2 separate regions of the Gossypium hirsutum genome follow, and region 2 is linked to region 1. The links are chromatin contacts, called in public Hi-C maps. All regions are on one chromosome and are shown on one strand. Each heading gives the region's core, a stretch centred on a gene start, on an enhancer-like site or on the middle of the called end of the contact. The rest is flanking DNA. Distances are from core to core; before and after follow the strand shown.

What was found. Hi-C and Micro-C count contacts between places; a contact is called where the count stands out from the background.
Region 2: a Hi-C map of leaf shows a contact between it and region 1, with 1.8 times the contacts expected there. The contact joins the promoter of LOC107914798 here to the promoter of LOC107915442 in region 1. A contact is called at or near these places in 7 of 34 Hi-C or Micro-C datasets (callus, hypocotyl, leaf and 1 more).

What each region holds. Positions count from the first base shown.
Region 1 is chrD10:27,628,840-27,635,346 of Gossypium_hirsutum_v2.1, forward strand. It overlaps LOC107915442 (receptor-like protein 7), which reads right to left and starts at 4,066. Exons shown (of 3, transcript XM_016844602.2): 1 at 910-4,066; 2 at 444-734; 3 at 1-269. The coding sequence starts at 4,066. The coding sequence ends at 1,100.
Region 2 is chrD10:27,933,875-27,940,381 of Gossypium_hirsutum_v2.1, forward strand. LOC107914798 (beta-galactosidase 9) reads left to right here and starts at 2,691. Exons shown (of 19, transcript XM_041102295.1): 1 at 2,691-3,173; 2 at 3,559-3,654; 3 at 3,777-3,889; 4 at 4,013-4,079; 5 at 4,929-5,021; 6 at 6,035-6,178; 7 at 6,383-6,471. The coding sequence starts at 2,985.

The DNA of each region.
Region 1 (6,507 bases), core at 2,816-5,315:
TATATCAACATACAACCAATATCATTCTTATGTTTGGACTCGTATCTTCATCCTCTCTTTCTATGCTACTTACTCCTCTATTCCTGCTTGCCTTCTCCTTCCACGGCTTGAGTTGGGCCATCACCTGGTTCCCGAACCACCACGGCATAACAAAGCTAGGAAGATCACCATAACCACAGAAGAACAGCATCCTTGCTAGCAATCGTCCCATCAGTAGCTCTTGTCGAACCATCAGGAAAAGACTGATGGCATCCATACAAGTTATTGAACTGTTCAAAAAGAACAAATCACTGCAGCAATTAGATCAGAATACAGAAGTTACAGTAAAAACCACAATTCAACAAACGATCAAAAACCTATTAGCATTGCAATGGGAATCCAATTAACAACTACTTAATAAAATTATTCAAGAAAAAAACAAGAAACAAAGATCTTGAATCTACATTTCCGTTAGTAAATACCAATATCCGACACCCATATGAATACAACCCTTCAAAGACCTCCAAATTCAAGGAAAAGGGCCACTTGGATCAGAAGCCTCGATCGAGAAAGATTCACAGTCATATCTGTCTTCATCTCCACCAAGACTATGAAACCAGTATATGAACAAAACATCCATTCTAATCTTGGACCCATCTTTGCATTACTCTCTCTTTCACCTATCCCCTTTGTGGATCGCTAAGAAAATCCAACGGTACTTCCAGCAACTCTTACGAAAATTCTAGTTTCCTACACTGCAGATAGTTGCAAAATCATGTTTATAAAGAATATGAGTGCTACAATAACAAATATAATCAACTTGTAAAATGAGGATAAGAAATTTAAAGAAAATCCTAACTTTGCTTCGTTATCAACATATCAAACCAATAACTAAAATATTATAATTATCAAGTATTCTAGAATGCTTACCAAATAACGTTGGAACTTCAGTTTCGATGGAGTCACTTAGATCTTCTTCGTTTTGATTCCAGTTCTGAATAAAAATAGCAATCCATTTGTTTCCAAACTCATTCAGCACTGTATATCCAATAGAAAATCCAATCACCAATCCACATCCATACCCCATCAATACAACTTTCCAAACAGATAAACCATCTATTCACAAATCTTCATCCTCCTTCGGGGGCAGCATTTTGGAACCAACTTCATTGCATTTCCTTGTCAAGGGAACCCCACACAATCTTGGGTTTCCTATGTAAGAATCATTTGAAAATGTACCAAATTGGTTGCTCTCTGGAATCCTTCCATCAAGTTGGTTGTAAGAGAGATTCAGCACTGCAAGAAAAGTTAGGCTTGTAAGCTGTGGAGGAATCTTTCCAGAGAAACTGTTTCGGGAGAGATCCAATGACTCAAGCTCGGTTAAGCTTCCTAGTGCTGAAGGAATGGGGCCAAATAAGCCGTTGTAGGACAAGTTTAGCACATGGAGTGACTTGAGGTCTTGTACTTCTTCTAATATCCTCCCATGAAAGTTATTATTGGACAGGTCGAGACAGGTAAGGAGGGTTAAGATTTTCTGGTAAAAAATTTCAAACCCTCTATTCATAATTGTCACCGAATCTTTATAATAATAATTATCTCCAACATAACTTGGCTTAACTTTGTTGCCATCAATCACCATCATTCCCCTCAAAGACTGAAAAAAATCAACAGATACCTCACCTGAAAAGTTATTGTAAGCAAGATCCAGTATATGTAACATTGGGAAAGCATTTCCATCTTCGAAAAATTTAATCGAACCATAAATTCTGTTGGATCTTAGTATAAGAACCTTCAAGAGAGGCAGTTTCACTAACCAGTAAGGAAATGTGTCATGTATCATATTTTTCCCAAGATCCAAAACTTCAAGCTTTTTGCAATTGGCTAATGACCTTGGCAACTTCCCTTCCAAGTTGTTCCCGTTGATTTTGAGTGACCTTAGCTTATGAGTGGCTTGGAAGAATTCAATCGATAGTTGACCAGAAAAATTATTGGAAGCAATGTCTAATACATCCAATTTTGGAAAATTATTTTCCAAATGTTTAATTGGACCATAAAACCTGTTTGCTCGTAGTAGAACCATCAAGCCAGGCAACTTTCCCAACCATAAAGGGAATGTGTCGTGCAGAGTATTGTTTCCAAGGTTTACAGCATAGAGCATTGTGCAATTGGCTAATGACCTCGGCAACTTCCCTTCCAATTTATTGTCTTTTAGTTTAAGAGCGTACAGTTGGGTTGCTCCTCCAAAATCTGGTATGCTGCCACTAAAATTATTTTGCTGTAGATATAAAAAGCTGAGAGTATTGATATTTCCTAAGCAGCTTGGGATTGAGCCACTTAATTTGTTGAAGGATGCATCAAAACTCTGAAGTTGACTCAAATTACAAATAGGTGCTCGTAAAGAGTCTTGGTTCGATGAAAATTGGTCCAAAGATGTGAGAGAGTTGTTGGAAAGATTCAAAGACTGCAAACTTTTCTTCCACACCCAATTTGGTACTGCCCCACTTATTTTGTTATTTGAAAGGTCAAGATCTTCTAAGCTCTCTTGACTCTTTAGAAATGCTGGAAATGTACTTATATTACAGGATTGCAAATGCAACCATCTCAGCATTGGAAAGGAGGAAATTGCATCATCAAAAGCAATCTGATTTGGAATATCAATCCTATTGGAAGAAAGGTCTACCCATATAAGAGTGGTCTTCCACAACCAATTTGGATCAAGACCGTGGATTCGGTTGTTAGAAAGATGTAGGGAAGTTAATTTGTTTTGGCTTTTGATGAATTCTGGAAATTCAGTAAGGTTGCATGACCTTAGGGCTAGACCCTCTAATTGGGGAAAAGTAAGGCTTTTGTTGTGGCTTCCAATTAGCAAGCTCATGTTGGATAGGTCGAGAAACCTTAAGTTGTTGAGCTGGAAAAACATGTCGAGCTTTAATTGGTAATCACTAAAGCTGTTGTATCCAAGAGAGAGGGTTTGCAATGTTGAAAGAGTAAATAAAGAAGAAGGTATTGATCCAGAAAGGCGATTCCTAGACAAATCAAGATATGCAAGATTTGGCACTCCAGATCTATGAAATGGAGGGATTAAACCATTGAAATTGTTACCACTAAGATCCAATTCCACAAGGTTACTGAGATTTGCGATTGATGGTGGAATGGACCCAGAAATTGAGTTAAAGTTGAGGCTAAGTTTAGAAAGAGTTAAAACTCTCAACAATTTAAGATTACTGATTGATTCCGGTAATTTACCACTGAAATTAGTATATTGCAATGACAACACCTCCAAAGTGTTGTTAATTGGAAATTCTGGCAATTGGCCCATGAGACGAGAGTTGTCAGAAATATCAATTCTTTGCATTTTGGGCAATAAGAAAAATTCTGCTGGAAAATGCCCATTCAAATCGCAGTTGGACATGCTTAAAACACTCAGCTTGGGAAGTGACAGCGATGTGGTTTCGCACCATTCACTACTTTGACTTGAAATATTCACTCCATCCAAATACAACTCTCTGAGAGACCTCATTTTCTTTATCAATGTTTTGAAGTTCGGTTTCTCTAGTTTCAATGAAGCAGAACTTTGATCATTTCTCCAATAGCAATCATCTTGATAGGATAGGTTAAGAGAGACTAACCTTGTTAAGTATGAAATCCCTACCGGAATTTGGTCATGAAAACATGAGGCCGAGAGGTCAAGATGAGTTAAATTTGGGAGTTTGCCAAACCCATACTGAAACAGAGTGGTATTAAAATTGTTTGCAGCAAGATTAAGGCGTTGGAGATGGTGGAGATTGAAAATGGAGTAAAAGCTACCTGAAAGGTTTTGGTAACTGAGATCAATCCCAATGACATGACCAAGAGCATCACATGTAACTCCTTTCCAAGAGCAACATTGGGTGTTGGGATCCCAGAGCTCAAGTTTGGAAGAAAAAGTGAAGTTTGGGGCATAGTAGAGATGATGCTGCAATTGTAGGAGAGCAGACCTCTGGTCATCAAGGCAATGGTTTTGGAGATTAGTCTGAGAAGATGGGTGAAGGGAAGTGGAGGAGGAGAAGAGAAAAAACAGTGCAGTTAAGATGCCAAGATTCTCCATGTTTGGTGTTTAGATTTAGAATTTGATATGCACCATATTTATAGACAGCAACTTCAGATTACCATTAAAGTTGCCTTCATCTAATGGTGTTGTATTATTATAGATAGGGTCAAAATCGAAGTAAACCATTATTGTTTTAGTTTATGAATGAGGCAAGTATGTTTTCAATATCTTTCCTCACGGTTTACTAGTCAAAAGTCTAGATTATTCGCCCTAATTAATAACACAAAATTATAACAATAATATTATACATATATATTAAAGAAAAAAACACAACTTAAAATAGAAATAATATAAATATTATAATATAAATATTATAATACAAATAATATTGTTGGCACATTCATTTTATCATCTCAAAATTTTGGCTTGAAGTAATTAAGAAAGAGGATGATTATGACATTGAATTGGTCCAAGTCATTTTAAACGAAATTGAAGTCACAATGTGGTGACGGGAGGATAGGAAAAATATATATGGCTTTTTCAATCTCACATAGAAAACTATAGATTTCGTTGTGAGCTTTTCAATTTCATAATTAGTTTTTAAGGGATGATTCATTAACCTAAATAATACTTTTAAATCAAACTAATTAAATACTTTATCGTGTGGTTATTAGAAAAAAAAGGTATGAATTCAACCTAAATAATACTTTTAAATCAAACGTCAACATTATTTATGAGGAATAGCTTGTAAATAATAATTTTATTAATTAAAGATGTGGAAATTTTGATGAGGTTTTTTTAACCCAAGTTGAAATGAAAAAGTATGAGTTTGAGTCTTCTTTTTTTTTTAACGTGATATATGTGTTTTTTTCTAAGTGGTACTTATATTTGACAAAAGTTATATATGTTGGTACATAGAATTAATGGTGTTAACTTTTTTATGTTTAATTCAAATTTTATAGTTAATTTAATGAAAATTCATAATTAACTAATAATATTAGCAATTAATTTTTATCTAATCACCTTTAAAACTCGAATTAAATCACATACGTCGATTTGTATTTGACAAATTAAGTACAAAAGTAAAAAAATTCACAATTAAAACTAGATTTATTCTATTGACAAAATCATGAAAAAACCAAAACCTAATTAACAATTAAAATTCATCAAATTAACCCTAAACGCAAACTAAACACTAAAACATTAACACCGTTATTTTTTGGTATCAAAAAATATAATTTTTTGTCAAATATAGATATCACAATTGGACCAAAAAAAACATAGGTACCACATTAGAAAAAAGTTTCAAACTTGGGTACCAAATGGTATATTAAGCCTATTAAAATTACTAAATATTAAGTTGTTACCAAATGGTATATTAAGCCTATTAAAATTACTAAATATTAAGTTGTTAAGCTTAAAATATAGTTTAAAAAACACATATTAATAACATTTATCAAACTAAATTTATATTTTTTCAAATATAATAAAAGCTAATTATATTAATTGATTAAAAAATAAAAAAAATTATAAAATTATAAGTAAAATCAAATTTTAACAATTTTAACATTAAAAAATTAATTAAACAATATTTATAAAATAAATAACGTGTAAAAGATTATTAATAATATTATTTAAATTAGGTTTAAATATGTGAAAGGTGCTTGCGCTCTTTCGAAATTCAAAATTTAGTCCCTGTACTTTAATTTTGAGATATCGAGTCCCTAAAATTTTCTTATTTAAAAATCTTGGTCCCTCAATTTAATTTTGTCGTCAAAATTACCAATGTAAAAGGTAAAAATAATTCTTTTTAGCCCTCAACATTTACATTCTTTGTCAATTTGACCCTTACCCTTTGGAAGTACATAAATTTTTTTTAAAATATTATAAAAATAATTTTTTTATATTTTAAACAAAAAACATAAAATTTTAAAAACTATAATTTTATTTTAAAAATTTTAATTTTTTTAAAAAAAATTATGAAAAATAATAAAAGATCTTTAAATTTTAGAAAAATAAAAATGATTTTGAAATATAAATAAAAATTGCAAATTTCATTGTTATCTAAATCGGACTGGCCCGACTAGTCAGATCGGGAATCGGTTGGGGTATTGGTCCAATAAAAGGTAAAAAATCTATTGACCTACAAAATAGTATGGATTGATTGAACTGATAGTTGAATTGATTTCAAATCGGTTTGATCAATTGGTTCTAGAACAACCGGTACTATCTGTTTAAAGCAAATAAATTATTAAAATAAAAAATTATAAAATTAAAAAAATGGGTTCAATTGCTAATTCAACTAATTTTTTAGCCCAATTCAACCCATTTATATTGGTTAAAGTAACGGTTTTTAAAATTTTTAAACTTGTTTACATTTACAGTTTTTGTCAATTTGGTCCATACCCTTTAAGAGTACGTAAAATTTTTTAAATTAAAATTAAAAATTATTTTCTTCTTGTTTTAAACAAAAACATAAAAATTTTAAAAATTATAAT
Region 2 (6,507 bases), core at 1,441-3,940, 300 kb after region 1:
CAACCCTATATTTTTTAAACTTTGCAATTTGATCCTTGTTCGATCTTAAGTTAACTTTAGAGCTCACAAAAGCTCGTATTAAGCTCGAGAAAAGTTTAAATTTGTTTTGAATGACTTATATTATGTTAGATAATATTTTATATTTGAATTATCCATTAAAGGTTTGTAACGGTTCTGTTTTGTACTGTAGTATTCTATAGCTCAATCCCAACGATTGAGACGAGCTAGGGGTGTTATAGTACATACCATAAATTCAGACATAAAAAAAATTACAAACATTGTTGATTCAAGTGTTGTAGATTGGATATTGAATCACCTCTTGGGGCTTTGAGATCCATCTATACTTACGCATGTAATAAACAAACTGAACGATAAAACTCAATGGCACTTCCGTGGTTCAAGTGAAATAACATTAGCATTATTATGAACTAATACAATTTAAAACATAATTAGTCACAACCAATCCATTTCATAGGTTCATAGCTCATATGTCAATTATATATGTTATCTACGTTGATAAGTAATATAATCATATCATGCCGTCCTTTTAAATATCAAGAACACAATCATATTTCATTTGAATCCATATCACCTATTTGTTTTATAATCTCATCCGTTTAGAATCTATTGATTTGTCTTGTTTCCATATTGGCCTTCAAGAATTGTATAAACCGGTTTGCATAATCTTTCACTTGCTATCGTCCACATTTCTTATATATACAAAGTATACCAATTTCAATCACATTTTTTTTTCAAATATCATATAACCAATTCATGTTTTATAAACCATATTAACTCGACACAGAATAAGAACGGATACATAGATTTATTACTCTATCATCCCGGGTTGCCCGAGAACGATGACTTCTAATCGTTATACTGACATTATGGCATGCCAACTATATCTGACAAAGCTTGAACAAATAATAGAGTATCCAATGTTTCAATTTCATATCATAAACCAATTCACATATCATTATTCCATACCATTTCCATCAACAATTCATATAACATATCACATGTCATTTAGCAATTCATATCATACTCGTTTCTACTATGCTCAGACCAATTTACATCTCACCTTAATAGTTAATATGCAACAAACATGTATATGTATGTATATAAATGGAATGATCTCGAATCATAAAAGTACAAACTGAAACGTTTGTCACTCGTATACGACTCTCGTCTTTCCCTTCTCTCGCTATGGTCTGACGTCGTTTTTTGCTTCGTTTGGTAATTCAATAATAGAAACAACATCGGTTTACATCTAATTAACATTCAAATACATAGTCAAATATATTTTTCATTTTATTCAATTTAGTCTCTATATCTAAGCTACTTGTATTTTTTTTATATCTAACATCGGAACAAAATTCGATTTCACATTATTTCATTAGGGACCCTATACTTTCTGTTTATGACATAATTTCATGATAATTTTCAATTTATCAGTTTTTTCTTTAATGCTACCAAGTTATTTAACAAACTTATTTAGCTTTACAATTTAGTCTTTATCATGATCTAAGTTTATTAACTATCAAATTCAAGTCTAATTCATCAATTTCTCTATAATGAAAACTTGCTAAAAACTTAACAACAGAACAAAGTGATACATGGACCAGCTAACTCAAGCTCTAATGATAAAAAATCTATAAAAATTAAAGAAAACTAGCTTAATTACTTTATGAATTGGATGGCCCAATGTTTGTTTTTCAACCTTAGAGTTGTCTCTTTTTTTTTTCTCAACATGAATAGCATAAAATATGATGAATTCTCATCTTTCGTTCCAGTATGCTTATATTTATACTTTGATTAACTTAATTAACCATTATTAATTAATTAATTAATTAAGACATTTTATGTATTTTTATTATAAATTAAAACTAAATGGGATACACCATTATCATCTATGATAAAATGGTTAAATAACCATTTTGGTCCTTTGGATAATTGCTATCTAGGTCCCCAATCCTTTTCTAAATTAAAATTTAATAGCTATTGAAGTTTTACAATTCAGTCCTTACGCTTTAATTAACTATTTTCTCGGTTAAATTACTTAACTAAATTTCAATATATTTTCATGATAACTTCATTAATATTTATATTTCATCCTTATGGATTTGGTTTACAAAAATGGGGTTTCGAAACCGTTCTTTTCAATACCACTGCAAATCGAGCCGTTACAATTTTGTAGTTTACCTTTTTTTTTCTTTTTTTATTTGCTTAAGTGTTAATAATAGATGATGGCACTACAACATAAACATTTGGTGCTGATGTGGCACTGCCATGTCAATCCTTGATGATGATATGGCATCTATTAAAGACCATGTCAGTCTTGCCATTAAATACTAATAGTTAACATCAATCAAAGGCCTATTTGGCCAGTTTTATTTGTTCAGGGCTCAATTGGAACATCTAGTAGGGTTTTTTTTGTTTTAATTCTCTTATTTTGATGAAAGAAAAAAACGAGATAATGTCTTCTTTTCAAAGTAAAAAATGGGCATCCTCCTGCTCCAGCTTTAGATTTAGGTTGATGATGTATTAACTCTAGTAACTTTTCTCTTTCATGCTTGTATCACACCTTGTTTACTTACAAAGGGGAAAAAACACATTCTTTAAGAAAAAGAAAAAAGGCATACCCACACGTGCTTTTATTATTTAAGTAGCTTTTTACGTAAAAAGCTTTTGAAGTGAAAAATAGGAGCTAAAATATCAAACTTATCCCTTTTCTTACGTTAGCTTAGTGGACACCTTGCAAAGACCCAATCCACAAAGCTGAATCCGATGTAGAAAACTGTCCTAATCCTCAAACAACCAAATTTGCTTTTAAAATACAATTTGATCGGTAGTTGCTAAGTGGTGGCACCTTCGTCCATGCTTCACTCTTTGTCTTCTCTCCTTCTCTTCAACTTTCTGTCTTCTTCGATCTTTTTATCAATCAACAAATTGATCCATTCCCTTTTATCTCCCAGTAATTGAAGATGGTGGTTTTTGAAAACAAAGCTATTCCTAAGCTTCTTTTAGTGTGTCTCTTCGTCCAATTCTCAGTCTCCGCTGCTAATTTCTTCCAACCATTCAATGTTACGTACGACCACAGAGCTCTGATCATCGATGGTAAACGCCGTATGCTCATTTCTGGTGGAATTCATTACCCTCGTGCTACTCCTCAGGTACCATTTTTCTCCTTTCGACTCCTCCAACCATTTTTCAACTCTTAATGGAGTGATTTTCTTTCTATCTTTTTCTTCCAGTTTTTGAATTTCTTATGTTTTCCCAACTTGGGTTTTGCTTTTCAAGTTGGAAGATCAAGTTTTTTAAAATTTGAAATTTTAGGTGTAAAAGCTTGGTTTTTAGATAAGCATAAGTCTGTTACGCATGCTTTAGTTTGCATGTGGGATTCTCTCCTCTAGAAAGAAAGAAATTTATTAATTGTGTCTTTATCGGTGCTATATACGAATGAGAAATTAAGCCATGGCTGAACATTTTACTCTCCTTTTTTTCTAATACCTATATAAATTTCCCATCGTTGTCATATATTGTTGTTAATGTCATCAGATGTGGCCTGACCTGATTGCAAAGAGCAAGGAGGGTGGAGCAGATGTTATTGAAAGTTATACATTTTGGAATGGGCATGAACCAGTCAGAGGGCAGGTATGCTATTACTCTTTTGTGTCTAATCTATGGTAGATTGGTACTTACTGGGAATTCGTACTAGTTTTGACTCTTTTGGTTTAGTTAGAATCTTTATTTTTTTGTATGAATTGCTTTCTCAGTATAATTTTGAAGGAAGGTTTGATCTTGTCAAGTTTGTGAAGCTAGTGGGAGACAATGGACTCTATTTCCTTCTCCGTATAGGTCCTTATGTTTGCGCTGAGTGGAATTTCGGGTCTGACTTTGTTTTCCCATTCTAATTACTTATAAAATTATTTTCTGCTTTCTGCTGCTTTCTGTTTAATTTTCGTTCTGAATGAGGTTGATACATATTAACCAAAATAGTATTTATTTACAGAGGCTTTCCTGTCTGGCTGCGAGATATCCCTGGCATAGAGTTTCGAACAGATAATGAACCTTTTAAGGTATGGGATTTTGTGCGGATAAGAAAACTATATGTTGTTTCACCTAATAATTCTGAAATATGTAACGTTTTCCTTTTTGAAAAAAAATCTGTTATACCTCTAAGTTGAATATTTTAGGTTAATTTCCGCATGTAACAACTAGAGCATATTGAAATTTCTTATCGAATCAAAAGATTTTCTGTGCATTTTAGTTATTTTCAGCCCCTAGTTCCCATTGAAATAGGATATAGCAAAAGATGTGTTCCAAACACATGATAAACATCGATTGTCTGTCACAAATGTATTCATCATGTAAACTGTGGTTTTCTTAGCTTTTTTAGCCTTTGCCTTAAAGTGCAGATGCTTTCATTGTGTTTCTAGATTTTTTCACCTTTAGTGTTGTACTTTAATATGCACTTTCTGATGATATTTGACTGCCAAAGCTTTACCAATTTCTATATCCAGTTAATCACAACTCAGTTTTCATGAAGGGTGTGAACACATGTGCTAACAGATTAATATCTATCAAATTGCTGGTCACCCATACTCTCTTCTTTCTTGTCTTTTATTTATTTAGTCTGAAGTGTTTGAGTGGGGGCATGTTTCTAATCTTTGACTAATTATACTATGGAATTATCCTTTTTAAGTTTCCTTTTATGTTTGACTATATATATATATATATCAAAGTGCTTTTTACTATCTTGATCAAATATTGGTAGGATTATAATGATTTCTGGAGGTTGGCAAGTGAATTTCTCAAAATTTTAGTCATCTATCGGATGCTAGAAATTGAGATTTAACTTTGTATCAGTGGCCATAACAGCTCAATCTTTCTTTTGCGTGTTCATATTTTCTTGTTTTTCTCTCCAGAGGGAGATGCAGCGCTTTGTAACGAAGATTGTGGATTTGATGCTGGAGGAGAAGCTCTTTTCCTGGCAGGGTGGTCCTATTATCCTCTTGCAGGTTGTACTACAATCTAGACCTCTGTTTTATATGTTAAATAGAATAGTTGTTTCGATGAGACATAGGGATTAATTGCTAGCATGGATAAGCGCAACATTGGAATCAAATTGTCACTCCGGCCACTTTTAAACTAAATTTGAACTCGTTATATAGAAGAAAATATCATTTTGAGGAGTGAAAATATGTAGGAAGTTCCTAAACTACATTAGATATCAAATAATTCCTCAGCGATGAATGATCCTCAACAACAGCCACAGTGCTATGTCTAGTATTATCTTGTCTCTCAATACTACTTTATAAGTAAAGTTTAACATATTGTTTACTATAAAGTAATTTATTAGTAAACAAAAATTATCCAAGGTCTTATTTATTTCATTATCGATTTATTAGAACAACTTTGGCTATAGTTGAATATATTATATCATGTGAAGACTCTGAAATTTTTATCAGTAAACGAAGTAAGTGTTTTATTGGTTCTAATCATCTATCTTCTGGTTGATTTGGTATCAGAGCCACAAGTATTACATATAAAATATTTGTGTACTAGATATGCATGTTTGCTCATGCTTATAATCCGTTATAGATTTTTGGTTGTAAACACACGGTTAACTTACTTGTAGCATAGAAAGCTTAAATTTACTTTTAGGGACTAAAATAGAATTAAAACCCAATGCAAGGGAACATATCACAATAAAAATAATTCCATTTCTAAGAGACCAACTTAGTTGTTTATCCCCAAAAGAAAAATTGTCCTTGCCCAAAATATGGTATTATAGCTATTCTAGTGGCCATTTTACCTCTTGACAATTGTTAGATTGAACTCTCTAGTCTGTGAAATCTATCAATTACATATCTCACATCTATTAATTCTGACCTTCAGTTATATGGAGAAGAATATCATATGGTAATAGACTCATTTGATTTTAATTCTCTCTTAAATCCATGCGCATCCAAAGGTTGGAACAAGAATTACTTTTTCCCTAAGATTTCCTTAACTCGGATAATTTTATCAGATTGAGAACGAATATGGAAATATGGAGGGTTCATATGGCCAGAAGGGGAAAGAGTACGTCAGGTGGGCTGCTAACATGGCTTTGGGTCTAGGTGCTGGGGTTCCCTGGGTGATGTGCAAGCAAACTGATGCTCCGGGTGATATAGTAAGGTCCCTACCTTTTATTCTATGGTTGAGTTTCTATGCATTGCTTATGCATATCTAATCATGGAAGATGCCTTGATCTTTTCATTTTTAAAATTTCTAATTTTTTTACAACACTAAGATCTGAAACAACAAATCTGTGTTTATTCTTTCTTTAATTGTGCTTTACCTTCTTTTGTTTGTCTTCCTCTGTTTTCTGTTGCAGATAGATACCTGCAATAATTACTACTGTGATGGTTATAAACCAAATTCCCCTAACAAACCAACAATCTGGACAGAAAATTGGGATGGATGGTATGATCATGTCTAATGTTTTTATCTGTTTCTTTG